Regions from separate parts of the Mus musculus genome. Here all the other regions are linked to region 1. The links are chromatin contacts, called in public HiChIP or PLAC-seq maps. All regions are on one chromosome and are shown on one strand. Each heading gives the region's core, a stretch centred on a gene start, on an enhancer-like site or on the middle of the called end of the contact. The rest is flanking DNA. Distances are from core to core; before and after follow the strand shown. Region 1 holds the start of Bmp7 (bone morphogenetic protein 7). Region 2 has its middle 58 kb from the start of 1700055K11Rik. Region 3 has its middle 22 kb from the start of Pck1.

What was found. HiChIP or PLAC-seq counts read pairs in DNA pulled down with a chosen protein or histone mark.
Region 2: an H3K4me3 HiChIP or PLAC-seq map of craniofacial prominence shows a contact between it and region 1, with 2.2 times the contacts expected there. The contact joins the enhancer-like site here to the promoter of Bmp7 in region 1. A contact is called at or near these places in 5 of 39 promoter capture datasets (cranial neural crest, embryonic stem cells and frontonasal cranial neural crest) and 3 of 115 datasets of contacts at active chromatin or transcription factors (craniofacial prominence and embryonic stem cells).
Region 3: a contact with region 1 is called in an H3K4me3 HiChIP or PLAC-seq map of the SCID.adh cell line, with 9 read pairs. The contact joins the enhancer-like site here to the promoter of Bmp7 in region 1. A contact is called at or near these places in 1 of 39 promoter capture datasets (pre-B cells), 1 of 484 Hi-C or Micro-C datasets (nephron progenitors) and 2 of 115 datasets of contacts at active chromatin or transcription factors (the SCID.adh cell line and astrocytes).

The regions. Positions count from the first base shown.
Region 1 is chr2:172,939,009-172,942,275 of GRCm38.p6, forward strand. It overlaps Bmp7 (bone morphogenetic protein 7), which reads right to left and starts at 1,313. Exons shown (of 7, transcript NM_007557.3): 1 at 647-1,313. The coding sequence starts at 1,061. It overlaps Gm40010 (a long non-coding RNA gene), which reads right to left and starts at 637. Exons shown (of 3, transcript XR_867069.2): 1 at 1-637.
Region 2 is chr2:172,800,575-172,803,624 of GRCm38.p6, forward strand. No RefSeq gene overlaps it. Among named protein-coding and RNA genes, the nearest start is that of 1700055K11Rik, 58 kb to the right of the region's middle. Within about 2 kb of position 1,382, at least 10 of the 459 cell types and tissues checked have an H3K27ac peak or open chromatin away from gene starts, as enhancers often do.
Region 3 is chr2:173,172,987-173,176,254 of GRCm38.p6, forward strand. No RefSeq gene overlaps it. Among named protein-coding and RNA genes, the nearest start is that of Pck1, 22 kb to the left of the region's middle. Within about 2 kb of position 1,390, at least 185 of the 459 cell types and tissues checked have an H3K27ac peak or open chromatin away from gene starts, as enhancers often do. A contact at or near this core is called in the SCID.adh cell line, astrocytes and nephron progenitors, where this site is marked.

The DNA.
Region 1 (3,267 bases), core at 63-2,562:
TGGATTCTGCCCGCCCGGGACCTATCATTAAACATTTAAAATAGAAAACTCGCAATGGCAACGTTCTTTCCCCGGCTCCAGCCGAGAGTCCAAAGGTGGGCGACTGGCGGCTAGGCGAGGAGCCCCGCGGCACTCCGAGCGCACGCCGAAACCAGCGCTCCGCAATGGGACAGGTAGGGTCAGAGAGGGGAAGAAAAGGGGATGCGCGGGATGTCAGAACCAAGCTGGCCTCAGAGGGGCAGAGGAAAGGCGGGAAGGCAGCTTTGCCCACAAGGGCCCTTTAAATCCAGGTAGCGCGGGCCGCTGAAGCCGGTTCAGCTCACATGACCCAGCCGGGCGCTTTGAACTAAGCCGCTGCCGAGCCGGGACCTCCCGCCCCTGAGTGAGATGAACCCGCGGCGGAGCAGACAGAGACTCAGGGCTGGGGGTGCACCCTCCGGATAGCCCGGACAAACCCTCCGAGCCAGCAAGACTTATCCGAGACGCACAGAGCTTAAAGTCTACTAAGACCCCGGGGCGAAGAGTCTCTGGCGGGCACTGATGCTTTGCAAATGGAAAGGTGGACCACAGTGGCTGTAAGCAGAGACCCTCTCCCAGTCCCAAAGTGGCCCCAGTCTGAAATATATCCCCTCCCACCGCCACTCACCTAGGTTGACGAAGCTCATGACCATGTCGGCGTCAGTGAGGAAGTGGCTGTCCTGCAGGCTGGCTAAAGGGGGGCCCTGGGTACTGAAGACGGCCTTGTAGGGGTAGGAGAAGCCCTGTCCGTCCGGCCCGCTCTCCTCCACCGCCATGGCGTTGTACAGGTCCAACATGAACATGGGCGCCGAATTATGCTTTCCCTGGAGGTGCGGGCGCGGGCGATGGGGCAACCCTAAGATGGACAGGATCTCCCGCTGCATCTCCCGCCGCTCCTGGCTGCGGAGGCGCCGGTGGATGAAGCTGGAGTGCACCTCGTTGTCCAGGCTGAAATCGGCCAGGGCGGAGCGCAGCAAGAACAGAGGCGCCCAGAGCGCCACGAAGCTGTGTGGCGCCGCAGCGCGCAGCGAGCGCACGTGCATCGCGCCGGCTCTACGCGCGATCCGGGGCACCGGGCCCGCGCCGCCCCAGGTGGCAGCGGAGGGGGCAGGGCAGCGGTCCACGACCCGAGGTCACTTGCTGCAGGCGAGCTTCAAGGCGGCCTCGCCACACATGGCCACTCCCCGGCCGGCTGCGCTTTGCCCGGGACGCCCCTGTCCTTTACTCAGTTCTGGCCCGGGGCCCCTCGGCCCGCACTCGCCAGGACGCACGGCAAGGCTAGCACAGCAACTCCAGAGAGCGAGCAAGAGAGCGAGGAGGCGGGCCGGGGTGGGAGGAGCAGCAGCTTGCAGACCTACAAGTCCGGAGAGCGAGTGCCGGAGAGGCAGCTGGGCGCTGAGCGAACCCTAGCTCCCTCCTCCCGCTCTGATCGCGCTCGGGCCCGCGGGCACCAGCAACAAACCCCTTTCCGATCTCCCGCGTGCCCAATACAAGGGCCCTGCGCGCCCGGATCGCCCGCCCGCCGCCTCGGGAGCCCCGGAGTTGGGCGCGCTGGGGCCGGGGAGCGGGGGAGGAGCGGGAGGACTGACTTCCCCGCCCCTCCCGCTCCCGCTGCCTCCCACCTGCGCCTGTCCCCGCCCTCCCCAAGCCTGGCCCAATGGCTTCATTCATTCCTCCCAGGGCGCTCTACAAATATTTACCGAGTGCCCACCGGGTGTCCGGCACTGGGACAGACGCCGCAGGGACCCAGAGAGAAGAATCCCAATCTGCCCAGCTCTCTCGGGACTCGCACTTGGAAGTGGCCAAAGTGTAGCAACTAAGGGCTGTGCTAGGAAAGCATCCGGGAGGGAGCGCAGGAATCCGAGAAGGCTCCTCGGAGGTGGCCACTCTTGGACCTGGCTCATCTTTCGAACCGCCCCCCCCCCAACACTCCATTTGCTCCAGTCATGCAAAACCCCCTCGGTACCCCCACCGCTTGCCCCTCTGCTATCCTGGCTTTTGTTCCTCGGGGAACGTTCTCTCCCTGCCCCTCCCCCCTCGGGTGCCACTTCCTCTGGGAACCTTCCAGGACTGGCAGAGATAATGTGGAGATAAAGTTCTTTCTACACTTCACTCCCCCAACACACACACACATACACACACACACACACACACACACGCGCACACACACACACACACACACACACCTCCCCTCAAGTCCAGCACCCAAGGGATCCGGGCCCAGGTACTTCTCGGCTTTTCCTTCCCAAGTATCTTTTAACCCAAAGCCTTCAAACCCCAGATGCTGCAGCTCTACAGAGTACATAAGTGAAATCTGGGACTAGAGAATGTTCCCACCCCCCTCCTCTCTTGGGGGGGCGGGGTCCTGACATGAGTCCTTTGGTACCTCACTGTCTAACAACCCCACCCCTAGCCCCAGGTAGGGCCTGAGGAGTAGGCAGTTGGTACCCAAGTTCAGAAGAGCTCCCGACTGCATTTTCCTGTCTCAAAGGACTAGCCTCCCTCTCCTCCCAGGAGGAAACGTCCCAGACAGATACTGGGTCTCTCAGTGGATTGCTGCTCTTTGGAGCCTCCGTTTCCTAATCTGAAAAATGGGAGCAAAGCAGCCTTCACCCAGAATGGCAGTGAGTGAGTGGGGATGGTGAGCCAGGCTTCCTGCTTTGCTGAAGGTGGGCGACAAGCCAAGCGTTTCAGGGGTGGTAAAATGGCAAGTAGGGGCTGGGGAAGGGCCTTGAGTAGGGGGTCCCTCTTGAAGTCCTAGGGTGAGATGGGAAGCCTGGTCTTTCAGGCTTCCTGGAACAGAGATAACTACCTAGGTCTCTCAGGGCTCCTTGGTAGGAATTTTAGGTGATGTGACTGTCTGAGGGGCTAAAAGAGACATGCAGGTCTTAGCCCAGGCCTTGGATGCCACCAGTACTGAGTCCCTGGCCAGTGCAGACCTGAGAGGCCCCTCCCTGGACCTGCTGTGGTGGGTGATCTGAGGCCAAGCAGGCTGCGAGCTGGAGACATGACCTCCGGTGACCATGTTACAGTTCTTGATATTGAATAAACAAAGGGGCCCTGCCCTCATCCTGAAGGCTGTGTGTGGCCTTCTGTGGCCTGCATGGGTGCCACACACAGGCCAGGCAGGAGAACGTTGGGTGAGTGGGCAGGCAAGCATGGCAACCTCCACGGCTACCTGGTTCTTGGGCCCCTGGAAACACTAAGGACCTTCAGTAAGGTCCGGAACAGAAGGGTAGCAAGCAGTCT
Region 2 (3,050 bases), core at 132-2,631, 140 kb before region 1:
GTCAAAGGACAGCCATGGGGGAGCCTGGGTTGGGCTGAGGGGCCGAGAAACATCCCAGAACTCCCTTAAGGGAGATCTCACCATATGCTTCATATGGAGGTAGACTGGCCTGGGACCTGGGACAGAAGACTGGTGAGTTTCTGCCCAGTGCCACGCCTGGGTCTGAAACACCTGGTCTTTCTGGGGTTTAGCACAGTTCTTGGGCAGGTCGTGACAGCCCAATCTGACCAGAGAGGCCGAGGCTTGGGGACGGGGACTGTAGCTCAGGCTGCCAGGTAGGACAGAAGAATGACGGGATTCCTCCTGTGTGGCTTCTGTGGTAGGACGTCCCAGCTGCGGCTACTAATAAGGACAGACATGCACACACACACACACACACACACACACACACACACACACACACAGAGCACATAAACACGTACACATTCCCAAGTGAGGTGTAAATTTGAGTAATTGAAAGCTGCTGCGTGGAGCTGGGAAGCTGCAGCTCACAGCCCCTCCAGGCCAGCCTGTGCACTGAGCCGGTCCCTGATGGTGTCCTGACATTTAAAAACTGGACTTCACTCAAAAAATGCAAGAGACTGACTTTATTTGTAGAGCCTAGGTATCTGGTCGCATTCTCTGTGCATTGATATAAGGGTTTTGTTGGAGTCTGTGTGGCGTGTTTGTGTCTGTGTGGCTGTGTATGTGTCTGTCTGTGTGTCCGTCTGTGCTTGTGTGGGTGTATCTGTCTTTCTGTGTATGTGTCTGACTGTGTGCGTATGTGCTTGTGTGTATCTGTATATGTGCCTGTTTGTATGTCTGTGTATGTGCTTGTGTGTGTGTCTGTCTCTGTATCTGTGTATATGTGTGACTGTGTGTCTGTGTATAAGATTGTGTGTGTGTCTGTGTCTGTGTGTATGCCTGTGTATGTATGTCTGTATGCCTGTCTGTGAGTGAAATTCCTTTCCCTGGTTCTCTGAAAACACTTACAGCCTTTGGACCCCTTTCCTACATCTTGGGTTCAGAAGAATCACCCCTTCCCATGCTCCCCATCTGGGTGGCCTCTGCCATTCACTCTCCTCTCTTATGGGCTCAGGAAAGGACTCTGTCACACATACAGTCCCCAGCTCCCTCACATTCGCCAAAGGTGAACTGTGCATTCTGGGGAATTTAGGGGGGTGTTCTAACAATCCCTTTCTCCCCTCCCCCTCCCCCCCTCCCTCTCCCTCCCCTTTTCCCTCTCCCTCCCCCCACCCCCCACCCCCCCCACCCCCGCTTTCCCAGGCTCACTCAACTTTCAGTTCACATGTGTGTGATTTTTATCTCCTCAGGACATCGGGACAACCAAATGCACTTAAGAGTTCAGGGAATTAAAACCAAATGTGCTAGGAGGCCCCTGCCTGCAGAGACTGAGGCCGCTGCAGAGACACAGGGTTCCAGAACTGTCAGCCAGTGGGCAGGACTGGTAAAACTGGAGTGTATCTGCCTGTGGATCACAGAGGTCAAGCTGGAATCTAAGCTCCGTGGAACTCCATAAGTGTTCAGAGACCACAAAAGAGAACCCAAGACCTGTCACTCAGAGTGGCAGAGGAAAGAGCCCAGTCACTAGCCAGCTTCCTGCAGGCTTCCTTCTTGCTGTTTAGGTGGGATTAGGTTTGTTAAAGAGAAATTTCCTTTTACATTTTTATTTATTTTGTGTGTATACATAAAATACACATGCATTTGAGTGCATGCCTTCTCATGCATACACGTGTATGAGTGTGTATGTCTCGTGCATACACATGAAGGTCAGAGGACAACTTGAGGCAGTCAGTTCTTGTCTCTACCAGCTGGGTCTCAGGAACCAACTCAGGTCATCAAAGCTTCTTGTCTTAGTCTCTGTTCTAGTGCTGTGAAGGGACACCATGACAAACTCAACTTACCAAAGAAAGCATTTATTGAGAGTTTTCTTATAGCTTTAGAGGGTGCGTCCAGTATTATCACAGTGTAGAGCCAGGCAGACAGGCAGGCAGGCAGGCAGGCAGACAGACAGGCAGGCAGGCAGTCAGGCAGGCAGGCAGGCAGGCAGGCAGGCAGACGACAGGCAGGCAGACAGACAGACAGGCAGGCAGACAGGCAGGCAGGCAGGCAGACAGGCAGGCAGGCAGGCAGGCAGGCAGGCAGGCAGGCAGACAGACAGACAGACAGACAGGCAGACAGGCAGACAGGCAGACAGGCAGGCAGGCAGGCAGGCAGGTAGACAAGCAGGCAGGCAGGCAGGCAGGCAGGCACACAGGCACACAGGCAGGCACACAGGCAGGCAGGCAGACGACAGACAGGCAGACAGGCAGACAGGCAGACAGGCAGGCACACAGGCAGGCAGATATACAGGCAAGCAGGCAGGCAGGCAGACAGGCAGGCACACAGTCAGACAGGTAGGCGGGCAGACATGGTGCCGGAACAGTAGCTGAGCTCCTACATTCTGATCTCTAGGGCGGGGGAGGGATGAGTTTCTGTTAGCCCACCCCAAGTGACACACCTCCTCTAACTAGGCCACTCCCCATAGTCCTTCCCAAACAGTTCCACTCCCCAGTGACTGAGCATTCAAATATAAAGCCTATGAGCGCGATGCTCATTTATCTACCAGGCCATCTCGTAGGCTCTGGGGAAATTTCTTTAGATGCTGCTGCCCTCAGAAGGTGCTCTGAGTAGTTCTGAAAGGAGGAACGTGGCTGCAAGGCACAGGAAGCTGGGCTCAGAGCAGACGGGGGGGGGGGGGGGAGGCTGCTGAGTGCTTGTCACAATTGGACTTGAACGCCCCCCACCCCCACCCCATAGGCTCATATGTTTCAATTCTTGGTCCCCAGATGGTGATACTACTTTTGGGGGGAGGAAGTGGAGCCTCACTGGAGGAAGAAGGTGGCTGGAGTGACTTTGAAGTTTTATGGCCTCCGTTCTTGTCCCTCTGTTTCGTGGCTACAGATGCGCTGTGATGAGGAGCTTCTTATTTCTGTCGCCATGCCTTTCGTGTCGCAGTGGACTGTGGCCCTCAAGCCGGGGGCCACAATAAACCCTTCTTCCCTTCAGTT
Region 3 (3,268 bases), core at 140-2,639, 230 kb after region 1:
TCTCAGAGGAAGACTGTGGACCTATGCCCCCTTTGGAGTGGCCCAGAGTCTGCCCAGGGAGGAAGCTTCTGCTCTGGGTCAAGGGGATGTGAGATGCAATGTTCACACCTGAGGAACTGCATTCTTCCAGCTGAGCAAAAGGGAAGTGCTGGGCCCACTCACTTCCCTGTTTGTAGTGCTTCTTTCCCAACGCTGGGCTCCTTGCAAACCATGGCACAAGCCAGCTTAGAGTGGTAGCTCACAGTGGGCCTTGCCCCAGTGAGGAAAGAATCAAATGAGCATCACCATGGCAACCAGCTGTCAACCTAGGGGCTTAGCAACCAAGGTCAGGGCCCCTTCCCCACGGGGCTGCCTTCTCTCCCCCAAGCCAAGGAAGCTAATATCTCCATGGAAGGGTAGAGGCTGTTGCCAGAGACTCTTGTGGGCCCTGACAGTCGTTCTGATTTCTCTTGCAAACACTGAAGGCATAAACCCCCTAAACACCCCCTCTAAAGCTGTTTCCCCCTCACCCCCCCCCCCTCAAGAGGTAAAAGTTTCTTGTTCTAAACTTCAGAAGAGCCTTAGCAACCTGGGCACGTCCTGGGCAGACAAGTGCGTCATGGAAAACTTGGAGCTTGCTGATTGGCTGGTCTCTGCTGCAGCGATGCGAGTCCCTGAACACTCAGGAAAACAACATAATGTATTCCTGTCTGCAGCTCCGAGCAGAAGCTCATTTCGTGTCTTGTGTTTCCATTTCCCGAGGATTAATAAGTGTGGAGGGGACGCGGGCTTCGTGCCGAATATTTATTTAGTCAATATACACATCAATTTAGCAAATTAGAGATTGCAAGCCATTTCTGAGCACGGCTGTAAAAATAATAGCTGTGCTTTAACTGGTAATGGATTCGGGGGAGGATGGCCGCTACGTGCTTGGCACTGAATAAGGACACAGAAGTTTAGTTTGTCGAACTTCACAAAAAGCCTGAGTCACTGTGGGTGTTTGTGAAGGAGAAGATAGCTAGATTCCGGAGACAAAGCCAAGGAATGGGCTCAGGGTCTCTGAGGAGACCAGCAGGGTCCTGACACCCAGTGGGAGGGGACAAAGAGGGTCTTAAGATACCATAGGAGGGGACAAGGAGGCTCCTGAGCCACAGTAGGAGGGAAGAGGAGGGTTCTTAGAAAGAATGGGAGGGAGCAAGGAGGGTCCTGGGGCATAGTGGGAGGGGAGAGGAGGTTCCTGGGAGGGGACAGGAGGGTCCTGAGATACAGTGGGAGGAGAGAGGAGGTTCCTGGGAGGGGACAGGAGGGTCCTGAGATACAGTGGGAGGGTAGGGAAGGGTCCTAGGATACAGTGGGAGGAGACAAAGATGGTTCTGAGACCCAGTGGGAGGAGCGAGGAGAGTCTACGCCGCCCCCATAGCTGTGTGGGCAGGCTTTGGAGATTCTGGCTCTGTTAGATGTGGTGGTTTGTTCTCTAAGATAAGGCATTCACAGCCGCCTCCCCCTCCCCCCCGCAGCTGTGACAATCCCAAAATGCCCCCAGACCTAGGCTCCGTTGGAGTCTCTCTCAGTTGGGGTGTATGAAGGAGGGGAGAGTCTCCGGGCTGTATGTTTTGTTTATGGAGGCCCCACCTGCGAGCTAGATCTGCAACCTGCAGAACATCTTACAGTGCAGTCAATGCTCCTTGGTCATAGGTGGGAACCTGGAGGCTCAGAGCACCCTACTGAGCTAGGGACTGTGAGCTTCCCCCTCCCTGGTCCCTGGGAGGATCTTCTCCTCCTGTCCTCTCAAGTGTCCCTTCCTCTGAGCCCCCTTCCCCTGGCCTGGGCTGGTCACCTTCATGATCCATGTTCCTTCATCCCTTCTGAGTTCTCCACAGGCCTTGCTTGGCCTGACCCAGACTGCATTCTTGTCTATTGAAGAAGAACCTACCCAGCCCCTGCCTCTGCACTGATGAACCAAAGACTTCCAAACTGGTCCTGGTCAGTCAGCAAGCAGCAGGCAGAGATGCCAGCTGCCCACACTATGTATCAGGCCCATATCTTTTGGGGGGGGGGGTAGAATCCTTACTCTTTAACTTCTAAGCACATGAACTTGTGCCCAAGTGGTGACCAGCAAGGCAAAAGTGGAGGAGTCATGTGTGTTATTTTCCAGAAAAATTTCTTCCACATCTACTTCTCTTTCCTGGCACCTGGGAAGGGGACTTGATGGCTGGAGCACCAGCAGCAACATTGGATTATGAAGTAGAAATATTGTATTAAGTATAGAGGAGCTTAAGGGAGAGGGGATCTGGTCTTTAGTGATTTTTAGGTGTCTTGCAGAGTCTGAGCTTCCTTCCTCTGGGATTTTATTATTCAGAGGTGAAATAGATTATTTGGTTTAAGCTACTTAGGATGGTTAGTTTTAGCCATCAACTTGGCACAACCTGGGAAGTCTTCATAAAAGATTATCTAGATAAGGTTGAGAATGTATGTAGGGGAATTGCCTTGATTGCTAACTGATGCAGGAAAACACATCCCACTGTGGGTGGCACCATCCCCTAGGCTGGTGTCCTGAGCTTTGTGACAATGGAGAAATCTAGCAGAGAACAAGCAAGAGAGGAAGCATAAAGTCATTTCTCCTGCTCCTAATGATGGGTGTGGTGTGCTGAGCTGCTCTAAGTTCCTGCCTTGACTTCCCCACAGTGATGAACTGCAAACTGAATTTGTAAACTGAAGTAAAGCTCTTTACCCTCTAAGTTGGTTTTTGTCAGAGCGTTTTATCACACCAACGGAAATGGGACAGGACAGAAGTTGGTACTGAGGAAGTGGGGCTACTGCTGTAATTAGTCTGAATTTTTAAAGAAGCTTTGTTTATTTGTATGTGCATGGGGCACATTACCTACATGTATGTTTATGCACCATGTGTGTGCAGTACATGGGGCAGCCAGAAGAGGGCGCCATATCCTCTAGAACTGGAGTTAAAGATGTCTGTTAACTTTCACAGAGGTGCTGAGAACTGAACCCAGTTCTTCTGCAAGAGCGGCAAGCTCTCTTAACCATCTCTCCAGCCCCACATATATTTTTTGAGGGGAGGAACATGGAAGACTTAGGGGTGGAAAAGCCACGGGATTCTGTGGGCAGGAAGTTTAATGGCCCTTTCTGTGGAGCCACGGCAGACAGGAGTACTGACTGTGTTGTACACAGGGGAAGCCCAGCTTACAAGGTTTCAGAGAGGAATGAAGCTGGAGGCCATTTGTGTGATGTTTTAGCTAAGATCTGTGTGTGCCAATCATCTGGGGCTGAAAAG